3 separate regions of the Oryctolagus cuniculus genome follow, and all the other regions are linked to region 1. A link is a contact called in public Hi-C and Micro-C data. All regions are on one chromosome and are shown on one strand. Each heading gives the region's core, a stretch centred on a gene start, on an enhancer-like site or on the middle of the called end of the contact. The rest is flanking DNA. Distances are from core to core; before and after follow the strand shown.

What was found. A called contact is a pair of places that touch in the nucleus more often than the background predicts.
Region 2: a Hi-C map of an unstated tissue shows a contact between it and region 1, with 3 times the contacts expected there. The contact joins the enhancer-like site here to the promoter of SNAI2 in region 1. A contact is called at or near these places in 2 of 6 Hi-C or Micro-C datasets (skin fibroblasts and an unstated tissue).
Region 3: a Micro-C map of ear pinna shows a contact between it and region 1, with 4 times the contacts expected there. The contact joins the enhancer-like site here to the promoter of SNAI2 in region 1. A contact is called at or near these places in 2 of 6 Hi-C or Micro-C datasets (ear pinna and skin fibroblasts).

Annotation. Positions count from the first base shown.
Region 1 is chr6:73,115,020-73,119,734 of mOryCun1.1, reverse strand. It overlaps SNAI2 (snail family transcriptional repressor 2), which reads left to right and starts at 2,619. Exons shown (of 3, transcript XM_002710513.5): 1 at 2,619-3,004; 2 at 3,765-4,310. The coding sequence starts at 2,926. LOC103348011 (a long non-coding RNA gene) reads right to left here and starts at 2,712. Exons shown (of 3, transcript XR_007918597.2): 1 at 2,596-2,712; 2 at 1,404-1,503.
Region 2 is chr6:72,865,384-72,870,098 of mOryCun1.1, reverse strand. The region is part of intron 1 of LOC127490566 (a long non-coding RNA gene); the gene reads right to left. Among named protein-coding and RNA genes, the nearest start is that of CLXN, 62 kb to the left of the region's middle. Within about 2 kb of position 2,853, at least 2 of the 8 cell types and tissues checked have an H3K27ac peak or open chromatin away from gene starts, as enhancers often do.
Region 3 is chr6:72,978,405-72,983,119 of mOryCun1.1, reverse strand. The region is part of intron 4 of LOC108176498; the gene reads right to left. Among named protein-coding and RNA genes, the nearest start is that of CLXN, 51 kb to the right of the region's middle. Within about 2 kb of position 2,154, at least 4 of the 8 cell types and tissues checked have an H3K27ac peak or open chromatin away from gene starts, as enhancers often do. A contact at or near this core is called in ear pinna, where this site is marked.

The DNA of each region.
Region 1 (4,715 bases), core at 1,370-3,869:
CAACAAGTTCCAATGGGAGTCAGGCGCGGGAAAGGGTCCTTGCCCACAGGAATGCAAGCTTGGGGTGGGGTATATTCAAGCCTCCCTATTAAAGGCCACCAGAGTTGCTCATCTCTCCCCATGCCCCAGCCCACAGGCAGAGCCTGTGCCTTCCGTATTGTCACATGGCCAGCGCCCACCTGCTGCACCCCGGCCGGGCTGTGTGCACAGACAGGAATTCCTAGGACAAGCACCTTCTTCTCATGCAAGGACTCCTCCAGTCAGCCTGCATATTTAACACCCGATTATTACCAGCCTGGGACTGAGTCTTACGAGAGCAAAATCCATTTGGGTTTTTTTCTGACACCTTTTTGTTTTCTTTCATTGCCTTCTCTTTTTATTCCAAAAACAAACGTGCAAAAGCTGGTGTCCTTGCTTTGACAAAGACTCTGTCCCCGGCAGGCGAGAGTGAGTCTTGTGGTCGATGGCCATCAGCAGCTCAGAGGCAGGAGCCCTGTGGCTAACAGAGCTTCCTCCAGAAGAGTCCTTGCCGCTGGCCACTGGGTGTGCCCTTGACTTCCCTTGTCTAAATGCTGCGGCCGTGTCTGAGCAGAGCACCTGTTTGGTGTGACTCATGCTATCAGCGCGTGGACGCTCCCTCCTGACAGGAGAGCAGACCTCACACAGGTATGCAAGTGACTCGTGAGCACGCGGATGTGTGTACTGACATGCCTCATGCACCGTCCCTGGCAGCACTAGGCGCTGCCACACCACCTGCCTCCTGTCCGTGTGGGGCACCTCAGGTGCCAGGGAAGGAGGCCTCCATGGTTGAACCTCTATAACCCAAACTGAGGTTGTTTTCAAGCATAGTGAGTGATTGTTCAGCTTTTTAAAGAGATTTTTAAAAATACATATTTTGGCAGGTTATCTTGTATTATAATTACCAGCGAATAAACACCAGAACATTCTCTAACACTCCTCCATTGTGAATAGACTCTATACAGAGAGAAAGTAGGGGAGGAAATAAAAGTCCGCAGCTACTTGTATTTTCCCAAATGTATTGTGTCTCTAAGATAACATGCATTTTGCAGGAAATGGTGTGGGAAGGACAAGGAGGACTCCTGTGCAAATGAACCAGGTGTCTAAATCTGAACAAAAGTAGCCGGCTCGGAATCCCGACTCCGACTTAGACTCCAGGTACGGACTGTGGTAGCACCTAATGTGAATTCATATTTTGCATTTCCTGCCCATCAGGTTCCCATAGCATAAGGAATCATCTGAATTCCTTTCTCTGCTTGACATTTAGAACAGTGACTGCTGGACTCACAAAAGGGACTCATTGAAATCAGCTCAGGAAACCTATGAGCATGGCCCTGGTACACAACACACACACACACACAAACACAGCAGTCTGGTTTTCTCACCCCAAGATTAAGCAGTTAGGCCGTCTGACAATGCACTTCTCACCCAAGTCCTGACATCACCACTGTTGTTTTCTTTTCCACATTTTTCCCCTTCTAGCACCTGTTAGAAACAAGAATAGGGTGGTCTTCTTGCAGATTTCTTCTGTCTTCATTCTTTGAACAAGTAGGAAGGAAAATGTGAAATGGACTGGAATGTTTGAAAAGATGGTTGATATTTTACTTTCAAACAGAGCCAGGTTAGAGGAATTTTAGATTTAATACCATACTCATAAGCAAGGTGTTTTTGCTGGTGACCCAATACCTCCTTAAAACTTCATAGATGTAGTGCTCCTAAGGGCATCCTTGTATATTTTTCGGTGCACTACAGGAAATGGGTTCATACTGGCATGGGTTATGATGAATGTATTCTGAGGGAAGTAGCCCCAAATGAAAGTACATAAATACTTGAAACATTTGTCTTCAAAGATCCATGCTAGCCTTTCTCGCTCATGAAAAAAAAAAAAAAAAAAGCCTTGTGGTACTCGAACTCTTCTCAAAGGCGCTTGTGCGAGAATTTTCCACGGCCCATAATGACAGTTTAACTATTGTCCCTCCCTCTCTGCCAGCCTTTCTATCTTTGCGGATTCTCTCCTCCCCGGAGAAGCAGCCCTGCGACGGGGCTACAAAGCAATTCTCAGCCCCCATGGCTAACACGGTGACAGGACTACCTAACGTCCAGGAGAAAAAGCGCCGCCTCTGGCTCAGCCTAGGGCTGGCCGCGCACAGCGGCCGCCGAGCGCTGGGGCAGCGGCCGGGGCTGCGGACCGGGACTAGCCCCGGGAGCCCCCACACCGCGGCGCTTTTGTCTTCACACTTCCACCTTCCTTTCGCAAACGCCAAGAACAGCTCTTTGTTTGCTCCCTGAGCAAGGCAACCCTCTCCAAATGCCACTTCCAAATACAGGCGCTCCTGAAGCCCAGGCTCCCCGCTAGCTTGCAGGCCAGCTTTTTCCTTCCTCGGGCGGACATTGCGTGCCTTCGCCTGCGCGCTGCCCACATCTGGACGCCAGGCCGGCTCGGGGCAGCCATCGCAGCCCCTCCGACCGAGCCCCGGAGCTCCGGGAGAGTACGAAATCGGTGGGCAGAGCTAACGCAGGGACATCGACTCTCTTAGAAATATTTAAGCACCTCTCCCCGCCTCTCCCCTGAAATACCGAAAAACAGTCCATTTTGAAGCAGAATAATTTAGTCTGACAACAGATTCTTCCTCTGTTCACAGCTGTCCCAGGGGGCGGGGCTGAAACCTGAGCCTCTCGGCTGTGATTGGATCCTTCTTGCAAAAGAGAGGAAAAAAAAACCCTCGCAGCCCGAACGGGCTCAGTTCGTAAAGGAGCCGGGAGACCTCAGAGGCGCCGGCCCGTCCGCCCGCGGCACCTGAGCGCGGCCCGAGCCCAAGCCCGGCCGGCCGCGATGCTGTAGGGACCGGCCGCGTCCTCCCGCCGGACCGTTATCCGCGCCGGGCGCCCGCCAGACCTGCCTGCAAGATGCCGCGCTCCTTCCTGGTCAAGAAGCATTTCAACGCCTCCAAAAAGCCGAACTACAGCGAACTGGACACACACACAGGTAAACAAAAAAATAATGATGAAAAGTTTGCCTAGAACTGTAACGATATGCAAATATAAATAGGTGTGCCTGCTGAAACACTGGATTACAAAAGAGCTAACGTCTCAGCTGTTTCCTTTGGAAACTGTTCTAAAGGAGAGCTGGGCGTCTTTTGATCACCTAGAACTCGTTTTAATTCAAAACTTTGAAAACTCCTAACTGACAGGGAAGACTTTATTCAGCGCTGGCAGCTTCCGTCTCTGGAGCTTGTAGGTACTTGCACAGTGATCTGTGGCAGATGAGCCACTCAGCTACGTCAGTGTGCAATTGTTGCTTTTTTCCCTTCTTGGAGCTTCTTTCCTTCAGAAGGCAGCCTGACCTCCCCCCTGTGTTGGCTCTCGGCGGTTATAACACATGTAAATAGCTCGTGCCTTCCGTGGAAAACAGCTGTTGTGTCTGCTCTTTAGAAATAAGGTCTGGGTTCTTCCTCCTGGATGGGGCGGGAAGGCACTGCCTGGGCTGCGCTCCCGGGGTGCCCAGTGCGGGGCTGGCGGGGGCAGCTGTCAGGCTGTGTGTGCCTCCAGCACAGTAACCATGTAGTGGCCAGGGTGGAAGGGCAGTGTTTTCCCAGTGCGTGTGTCCTCTTAAACGAGGCTCTCTTCTTCATTACCAAGTGCTCTCTGTGTTGTCAGATCTTTCCTGCCTGTGGGTGTGTGCATGTTTTATCTCAGTTATTTTTTTTTTACCTAAATCTCCTTCTCTCTCCTTTTCTTTCCCCCAGTGATCATTGCCCCATATCTCTATGAGAGTTACCCCATGCCTGTCATTCCACAACCAGAAATCCTCAGCTCCGGAGCGTACAGCCCCATAACCGTGTGGACTACGACGGCACCATTCCACTCCCCTCTGTCCAGCGGCCTCTCTCCTCTCTCCGGATACCCCTCCTCCTTGGGGCGCGTGAGTCCCCCTCCTCCATCCGACACCTCATCCAAGGACCACAGCGGCTCCGAAAGCCCCATTAGCGATGAAGAGGAAAGACTGCAATCCAAACTCTCAGACCCCCATGCCATTGAAGCTGAGAAGTTTCAGTGCAATTTATGCAATAAGACTTATTCAACTTTTTCTGGGCTGGCCAAACATAAGCAGCTGCACTGCGACGCCCAGTCTAGGAAATCATTCAGCTGTAAATACTGTGACAAGGAGTATGTGAGCCTGGGCGCCCTTAAGATGCACATTCGGACCCACACGTTACCTTGTGTCTGCAAGATCTGTGGCAAGGCGTTTTCCAGACCCTGGTTGCTACAAGGACACATCAGAACTCACACTGGTAAGAGAAACACCCTCCTCAGGACGGGGCTCTCTGATGGAACGCCAGCTGTGGGCTGGCTGTGGGCTGTGCATGAAGTAGTGACCCAGTGCTTTTGAGTGATGGGTGGTCTTTGATGGCCACTTCCTGACTGCTCCAAAAGTTGTTAGAGCACAGAGTTCTCCCTTTCTTGCTAACAAACTCTGCTCCAGAGACTGCAAACAGCATTTAGACTTTGGAAAGCAGACATGGGAGGTTGGTCTCAAAGATCAGTTAGAAAATCAGGAAAGGTGTGCTGACATGTGTATTCTGTGCAACTGCCCCCAGTAATCAGCAAATACGAATGCTGCTATCCTGATCCATTGATTTGGTAAATAGATGAAGATGTTTCCTATAGTACTCTCTTAACTACACTCTTGCTGTGAT
Region 2 (4,715 bases), core at 1,604-4,103, 250 kb after region 1:
GGTAATGTGTTGTCAATTTTGTTCATTTTTAAAATGTGGAAAAAGCAAGAATTCATTTGCATGGCATTTCTCAAACAAGACTAAAGCATTTTAGATCACGCCATTCTTCACTTGAGTATCTTCTTCTTGTTTAAAATACTTATTTATTTTTGTTGCATTGTTTTGAAAGGTAGAGAAATAGACAGACAAACAGGCAGAAGCAGATAGAAAGATAAAGTCCTCATCTACTGGTTTACTCCCCAAATGACCATAATAGATGGAGCTAGGCCTGGCCAAAGCTGAGAAAGAGGAACTCAGCCTGGGTCTCCCAGGTGGGTGGCAGGCAACCAAGCCCTTGAGGAACTGCCTGCAGCCTCCCTGGATGTGCATGACAAAGATGCTGGAACCAGGACCAGAGCCAGGATTTGAACCCAGACACTGCAATAAGGGGGGTGGGTATCTCAGGTGACATCATAACTGCTGTGCCAAACACCCACCCCAAGGATCTCCATCTTCATGTGGCCAGTGTCATTGTGAGAACAGGACACTGAAAGGAAATATTTGCCACAAACCATTTCCTGTTTCATTGTGAGCTGCCAAAGGCTACCCGCTGGCCACTGGCCATTTGATGAGGAAGGAGAAATCAACAGAGAGTACAACGACCGTGATTCTGTCCTGACAGAGGAGGGGCGGCATTGTGTGAAGTACTTACTAAACTCTATTTCTGTCTAAAACAATGCCGATGCAAGGAAGTGAGCCCATCAGATTAGCTTCCCAGCTCAGCCAACAGGTCCTTGGCAATTTTCCAAGTTCTATGATTTTTTTTGTAAGAAATGTGTAATTTTCCATTTTTATTAATGTAAAAATGATTACATCTTCAAACTCTCAGATAGTTATAATCTCCTGTGTGACTGTCATGTAAGAAAATTGTGTTTGTTTTTTTAGAGAGAATACTTAGCTTAAAAAAAGTCGTAAAATTCTAGTACTTGAATGGACTTCAGCAAGTTCTGCTTACACAGAGAAACTACCGCATAATTTTTGCCTTTAATATGCAAAGTCAAAGAATCTGTTTCAGTTTTTAATCAATCCTTCAAGTTCTTTGAATCTATTTTTTTAAATTACAACTTTGTCATACATATATTTGAAAATAGCCTTTTCTTCTTTAGGTTAAAATAGCCACAGTATGCTCAACTTAAATCCAATTCCAATATTCAGATTATCTTACAATGTTCTCTCTTTTAAGATTTTTTATTTATTTATTTGAAAGGGGCAAGGGGGGAGAGAAAGAGAGAGAGAGAGAGAGAACCTCTATCCACTGGTACACTCCCCTAATGGTCGCAATGGCTGGGCTGGAGCAGGCCAAAGCCAGGAGTCTGGAATTCCATCCAGGTCTCCCATATGGGCGGCAGGTGTGCAAGCACTTGAATCATCTTCCATTGCTTTCCAATGCAGCACACATGATGCCTTAACCCCTGTGCCACAACACTGGCCCCAATATTCTCAAGTTTTTACATAGAACTCACAGAACTTGGAGATTAACATTGGAATCCTATTCTAGGCATAGCCTAAAAATGTCACCAGAGACCTGCAATTTGGAGAAGTATATTGAGTTTTGGTATTACAGGGTCAGACTTCAAGGGAAACAGGATTTTCATTCCTGAGTCAGGGCCAAGCAGTGATTAACATTGCATTTCTTATCTAACAAAATGTATTGAGCACCTAGTATCTGCCAAGTACCATTCTGGGCAAAGACTTTAATCAGATACAGCCCCTGTGCAGAGGAGGGCTCAGTTTTATTATTAAAAAACATAGAACATAAAGAGTTCTAAATAAATGCTACCCACTATTAATATTTTACCATGTTATTAATATTGCATAGGTTGATAATCTATAATCCAAACAAAAATCTAAAATCTGCAATATTTTGAATGTACTATGAAACCACAACTGGAAAATCCCCCACCTGACCTCTTATGATGAGGCCCACTCAAAATACAAGTGCATTCAAAGTATTGTTCAAAATGTCCTTCAGGCTGTGTCTGCGAGGTGGATATGACACATACACAAATGTCTTGTTACACTTGGGGCCCGTCTCTTATATATCTCATAATGTGTGTGCAAATATTCCAAAATCTGAAAAAAATGCAAATCCAAAGCACTTCTGGTGCCAAGCATTTCAGATAAGAGATGTACCATGTTCATGGTATGGCCCTGAGTATTTCAGCAACATTCAGTGCTTAATCTCACCACTGATTTGGAGAAGCTATTTAAATTTTATAGTTGAAAATTACAACCTTTGTTTTATAATTTCACTTGGTAGAACATAGCCTGTTTCCCCTAGCAGTGTATCTTAGCCCACCAAACCTCTGCCTGAGTAAGGAAGCCAAGCTTGGATTGAAGAAAGAGAAAGAGGAATGTGTGACCTGGATCATTTCTTCTTCCAAGGTTCTCAGACAGTATTCATAATACAGACCAGAGCATCCCTTTCAGGTATGCTTCCAGATTGTTGGTGCAGTCCTGAGAACTCCTTCAGCCTCAAAGTCTGAGCCCAGGCTGACTGCTGTGGAGGCCTCCCACAAACCCTGCCAGTGCACCCTGCTCTTCACAGCCTCTTGGCCCCAGAGTGCCCTTGACTGAGATGACAAATGCACACTGCATCATGTAAGCAATGGTCACTACCAAATATGAAGGGAACAAGATCACAGCCCTGAAGAACCACATACCCAGCTAGGGAGAGACAGGCAGAGCTGCCCGTGTGTCTGCACAGAGGCTGGGGAGCACCCGGGAGTCCCCACGCCAGGTGGAAAGACAGGTAGATGGTTCCTTCCTTTGGATGTGTGAAGTGCTTCCTTGAGGCATGCGTGTCATCAGTGAGGCCCTCAGGGAGCTGCTGCTGCTGTGTGGGCGGGAGCCAGGGCAAGCTTGCAGGTGCCTGGGGATTTGTGTGCAAGCGTTAAAGGCCAGCTGCTGGGGCTGAGCCAGCCTGTGCAAGCTGAACCTCAGCTGGTGACCTGTCCCTGCCTGTACTCCTAAGGAATCACGAGGAGGGAGGCCTACCTCCCTGGAACAAGACTTCTATTTATTACAGAATCAAGAATCGACTTTCTATATGCCGTATTGTAGATCATGCAGTGGAACTCAGACTTAACTGCAAACTTAAGGAATGGGGGGAAAGGGCAGGGCAGAGGGGAAAGGAGACGTCCGGCAACCCCTTGGCAGGGCTGCTCACCCTCTGCGCCCTCTTAGGGGCAAGCGTGTGAAGCCCAGTCCCAGCATGAGTGAGTCCTACTTGGAAGCTGGAGAGGTCTCCCTGGAGCACATGAATCTAAGTAGGGTGAAATTATTACACTATCCCCAGCTGTATGTGGGAAACTCAAAAGCTTCGTGGAACTGCAAGCTTTGGGTGCAGCAGTTAAGTTGCTGCTTTGGACACCTGCTTCCCCTGTGCTGTCACATGACTCAAGTCCTGGTTATTCTGTTTCCCATCCACCTGAGAGGCAGCACTTGTGGGAGACCTGGGTTGAGATTCCCAGCTCCTGCCTTCATCCTGCCCCAGCTCTGGCTGCTGCAGGCATTTAGAGAATGAACCAGCAGACATGAACCAGCAGATAAAGTCTCTCTCTCTCTCTCTATCTCTCTCTCTGTGTGTGTTTAAAATGAAAAATATATAATTTTTTAAAGTTCATTAAAAATGGAACTAAAAGATAAATTTATTTTGCTGCCAAAATATGTTAAAGCCCTTGCATCTTTTTTTCCAAATACATGGATTTCAAAAAATATTTTAAGATAGTAATTAATTAATTCATTTGAAAAGCAGAGTGACAGACAGACAGAAAGATCTTCTACCCATTGGTTCACTCTCCCAAATGACTGCAACAGTCAGGGCTGCCAGGAGCCAGGAACTCCATCCTGGTCTCTCACATGGGTGGCAGGGCCCAAGTACTTGGGCCATATCCTGCTGCCTTCTGAGGTGCATTAGCAGGGAGCTGGATCAGAAGCAGAGTAGCTGGCATGCACACCATTGTTCTGATATGGAATGCCAGCATTGCAAGGAGTGGCTTAACCCATTAGACTACAATGCCAACCCCTCAGCAATTTTTCTTTCACCAAAATAAATGTATTTTTTATTTTTAATTTTCCGCCTACTTTTTGAGGTACTCCTATATAATTACTAAAACTTTACCCAGTGATACAATACTAGATCTACTTCTAGTTTGGTTGCTCATCATGAACAAAAATCCATGAAAACAGTGCTCAGGGGTAAGTTTTTGGTGCTGATATTTAAAAGCTGCTTGAGACATCCACATCCCTTACAGGAGAGCCTGGGTCTGAGTACCAGCTCAGCTCTAGATTCCAGCTTCCTGCTAATGCACACTTTGGGATGTGGAAGATAGTGATGTAAGTGGTTGAGTCCATGCCACTCACATGGGTGACCTGGTTTGAGCTCCTGGTTCCTGGCTTTGGCCTGGCCCAACCTTGGCAGTCAAGGGCATTTGGGAAATGAATCAACATATGGGAGATTCTCTCTCTCTCTCTCCCTGTCTCCCTCTCTCCCTCTCTCCCTCTCTCTCTCTCTCTCCCTCTCTCTTTCCTTTTCAAATACAATAAGATAAATAAATAAAACTTTTTTAAAAAACAGTCCAGTTGATGTTCCATGTTGTTGATGACCCAATGCACTAGGACACTGTAGGATGAAGGCCTTGCTTCAGCTGGACAGGAAAAGCAACAAATAGTGA
Region 3 (4,715 bases), core at 905-3,404, 140 kb after region 1:
TATACATCAAATACATAAAATTTGTTCCATTTATATAGATTTTTTTTTAAAAAATTTCTTCACTGCTAAGTTGCTGGACTTTTTCATGCCTGCCCTAAGATTTTTTTCTGCACATGTTTAGGGGTTGATGAGGGGACCTGATGTAGATGGCCCGCTCCTAAGGAGAGGCATGACTCCAAAGACCACAGCACAGACTGCCAAGGCAAGGATGGGACCCAGTGGGCTCAGTGCCAGCAGGGCACTTGAGCCAGGCCATTGCCACGGTCCTTCAGCACCAAGATTCTGTCATTCTCAAATCAAGTTAGGTGCTGGACAAGGTGAGCGGGACCCCGGGCTCATGCTCAAGTGCTCACTAAGCAAGACAGCCTGCAACCTGCGATGTCCAACAGGCCATCTGGATGGTGCCTGCAGCGTCCTCATCCTCTGTGCAGTCAAGGCGGTCTTGACCTCTGAAGCCCTATTTCCCTGACACCAAGCCATACAGCACATGTCATTTGTGATCCTCTCTCTCAGTGCCCTACAGTCCACTTTGCCTCTGAGCTCTCATTCCACAACTAAAGTCCATCTGTTCCAATAGGGTCACTCCCGGGGAAATTGGAACCTGAACCCACATTTCCACCCTCATGGACTGGGTTCTTCTTAATGTTACAGTGATGGGGATCGGCATACCAGAGTAAACAAGGACAAACACAGCAGGGCCTCTGCCTTCAAATCACTTTGACGGTGGGGCCAGACAAACAGACTAAGACATTTAGGATCATGACAACATCAGGTGCCTCAGGAGACTCAATGGATGTGAGACATACTGACTTGAGGAGCTGGGGACAGTTTTGTGGAGTAGACAGATGGTACTTGAAAACTGGTCAAAATTTTAAAAATTGGAAAACGGAGTGGGGTTAGAAAGAATTATGGAGTAAGCCTTAGGCTCGAAGGACAAATCACACATCACCAAAGAAATCAGGCCAAGGAAGTGCAGACATGACTGGACATAGCACAGAGTGCCTTGGCGCCCGGGACGGGGGTGGTGGGGAGCACCGTGCACCTGCGTGCACTCCTGCGCTGCCAGTGTGGACTTCAGTCTTCCAGCAGTGATGGTCACCAAAGGGGCCTGAGCAGTGCTGTGCCCCACTCAGGACAGACAAGGGGAGGGCACACAGCCAGCAATCACTGATGGCAGGAAATTCTCACCCCCTGGTTTTTACCACTTGCAGCCCTCACTGTCCCCCATGTCCTCCTTCCTGGGGGAACATGCTAAGCTGTCTTAAAGCTACTCATTTTGAATGAAAGACGCTTGTCAGTTCCTTGTAGTGGAAGCATTCAAAATCCTTGCTCCCAGCTCTTTGGAAAGTATGCATTCTATTACCCATAGTCGCTCTACAGTACAACAGAATACAACACTAGAAGCTGTTTTTCTTATCCAACAGTGACTTCACAGATGTGCTTTCCCTAATTTGAACATTAAAACACACACACACACACACATACGTATGTACATATGTACTGAAAAATCACACAGTACCCCATAAACACAAGGGTGCTTCAGAAAGTTGATGGGAAAAAAAAAAAAAAAAAAACAGAATCCAAGTGTAAGTTCATTTCGGTGCCAAAATGTTTTCTGAAATCCTACATATGAGGGATCTTCAAAAGGTTTCAGGAAAAAGTCATGCATAGATTAAAAAAAAAAAAAAAAAAACTACACCAAAATAACTTTATCACTTAATTGCATTTTCCACGAATTTTTTTGAAATGCTCTCATCTGTCCAATTTTTTTTGTCAATTAAAAGAATGATAATAACTTTATGAGACTCTACTAAAATATTTTTGCAAATATATAATCAGTTGAAGACTCAAGACGGAAATCTCGTCAAGGTGCGGAAGCTGGCTGGGCACCCGGAAGGGCACTGGGGAACGCAGACTTGAAGAAGCCTTCTCTCCGTTCACTCCCCCCCCCCCCCCCCCAGGGAAAGCCTAGAGCCCTGGAGCTGGCCTCAAAGCGAAGGCCAGGCACCAGCTCCTAAATCTCCTGCTGAGTCATATCCTTTTCTAGGGCCACAGTTCTGGAAGGCACAAAGCAGAGTCCCGACCGGCTGCGGGGAGCAGGGCGCCTGCAGCCCTGAGCAGATGAGTAAGGTCCCGCGGCTGCAGCGGCCACGCCCGCGCTCCTCCTCCCTTCGCCCCGAGAGGCGCACAAAGGCTCTGTGTCCTGAGCCCATGGCGTCGTGTGGTCACCCAACTTGCGACCAGTTTCTCTAAGTTGAAAAATGAAAGCAAGAAGAGGCAAGGGAAAAAAAAAAAAGGGAAACAGCTCAAAGCCGAATTCTTGCTAAGTACAGACTTTCCAAAACCATGAGGAAATGGAAAACGCTTCCCCGGACCCCCCACCCCCACCCCTGGCCAAGCCTTAGGTGCATCTGACTTCTCTGGTGCCAGCGCCCGGAGCTGTGCCAAGGCCCTGGGGTCACAATGACCCTCTCAGGTCTCTCCTCTCACCAAAGCCCAGCAGACCAAGCTTCTGACTGTCAAAGTGCAGAGAAAAACACATTCAGAAAAGTGTGCTCCAGTTATATATCCCATTACACAAAGACGATCACTATGAGACGATTGCAATTTTAAATTAAAAACAACAACAAAGTGGTTAGGAAAGCGTCCTGCTCTGCGGACAGATAGACTTGTAGCAGCTGTCTCCAGCTCCCTAGGGACGCAGGGCCGCCCACCTGCTCCGGGGTTGGGGTCAGCGGGTCACCCTCCAAATCCCAGCCTGGGGAGGCAAACGAGGCTTCCTTCTGGGAGAAGGGTGGTCTTTGCTAACCTGCTCTCCCCAGGCTGCAGGGCCAGCAAGCAGAAGGGGCAGAAACAGGAGGTGGAATATGATTCATCCTTAGTTGAGAAGTGACTCAAAAAGGAAATTGCCTGGTGCGCGGGGATGACACAGTCCAGGGCAACCTGCTGTGAGCAGGCCTGCCTGTCAGGCTGCTGTCTACCTTGGCCGTGGACAGGAGTCACAGACACGCCAGCACACTCCGGCCTCAGCCTGCATATAGTGACTCAGGGAGGTTTCCTCGCGGCCTCTCCCTCCGACCACTCCCAGTCTCCAGGGATTGCGGAGCCAGGCATGCGCGCCGGCCCAGGGAGGCTGCAGGGCACATATATTGCCCACCGGCAGGGCAGCTAGCAAAGGCAGCTGGAAGCGCGTGCGCCCAGAATTCCTGCCCGCTAAGGTTGAACCTAGACCCAGCTAACGCTTCCTGTGTCATGCTCTCACTGTCTCCAAATTCTCTGATTTTGCTTTTCCTGTCCTCGCTCCTTCTCTTTCCCTCCCTCCTTCCTTCCTTCCCTCCTTCTTCCCTACTGTCTGTTCCTCCTCCTCTCCTCTTCCTTGCCTTCCTCCCCTCCCTCTTCTTCAGTGGCAATCTGTCGAGAGTTCACACTACGCAAAGGCGGCACTATGCTTTTCCAACAAAAATAATGGAGCCTCAGAGTAGTCCTAGAAAACGTAGTCTACAAAGAAACAACGAATGCACCCATACAGGTAAGCCAGTGCTGCCTGTGGCATCCCTTGAAAACAGCTTCATTTCTTCAGAAAAGACCAACTGAGTAAGTGGGTAGGTGGGATGAGGTGAATGAGTGAGTGGAGCACCTTCCAGGTGCCAGGCACTGCTCTAGGCATTGTGAGTAGAACGCAGAATCCCTGCCTTTAGGTGTGACAAACATGGAATTCAGAGTTATATGGGTGTTCAGGGGTTGAAGGGAGAGTGGGGGGGGGGGGGGGTTAAAGGGAAAGAAGAATGAAGAATCCCAAATAGAAGGCAGAGTTTGGGGTGATGAAAGTCGATGGGGTGTACACCATCCAGACAGGAAAACTAGGAAGTTTCTGAATCTGATGAGTTTTGGAGAAACAACAAATCAGAAATGGCAACAGGTCCTGCTCTGCTCTCTACTTTTGGCCCCTGTTAAGATCGCTACCCTTCCCAGACCTCATCCCAGTCACCAAAATAGGACGGGGAAAAATAAAGGAAACCCATCTGACTTTTCAATCTGTCTCTATTTCTGGCCATTTCGCTCAAACCTAAGCCTCATAAATAGAGCAGACAATTGGAATGGGGCCTTAGGGACAGGTAGGAGTGAAGTGGACTGGAAACAGGCAGAGGACACTGCCCTGTGGCATCCACTCGGCCCCTGGGTTTTGTTTCTCAGTCTATTTCCTGTCTCCAAGCCGAAAACTCTCCGTTCTTTCCAATTCCTAATAAACACTGAGGAACAATCTAGCAAACATAGCCTTCTGATATTGCACGTTTTACCACTGAGGTAGAACCCATCCACAGAGAAGTGCACAGATCATATGCATATGAAGTGTTGATATATGCGTACGCCTGAGATGGCACCACTCTATTCAAGGTGAGGACAGTATCCACACCCCAAAAGCTCTCTCAACCCTCGCCAGAGGACACCCCTACAGTGGGGCAACCTCTATTCTGATTCCTGTCACCACAGATTAAGTTTGTCAGCTCCCAAACTTCATGCAAATGGAATTCTAACATATAGGAAGGGACTTCAAAAACGTATGTGGAAAATGGACTTAAAAGATAAGTCATGGCTCACTTTGTTAATCCTCCGCCTGTGGCGCCAGCATCCCATATGGGTGCCGGGTTCTAGTCCCGGTTGCTCCTCTTCCGCTCCAGCACTCTGCTGTGGCCCGGAAGGGCAGTGGAAGATGG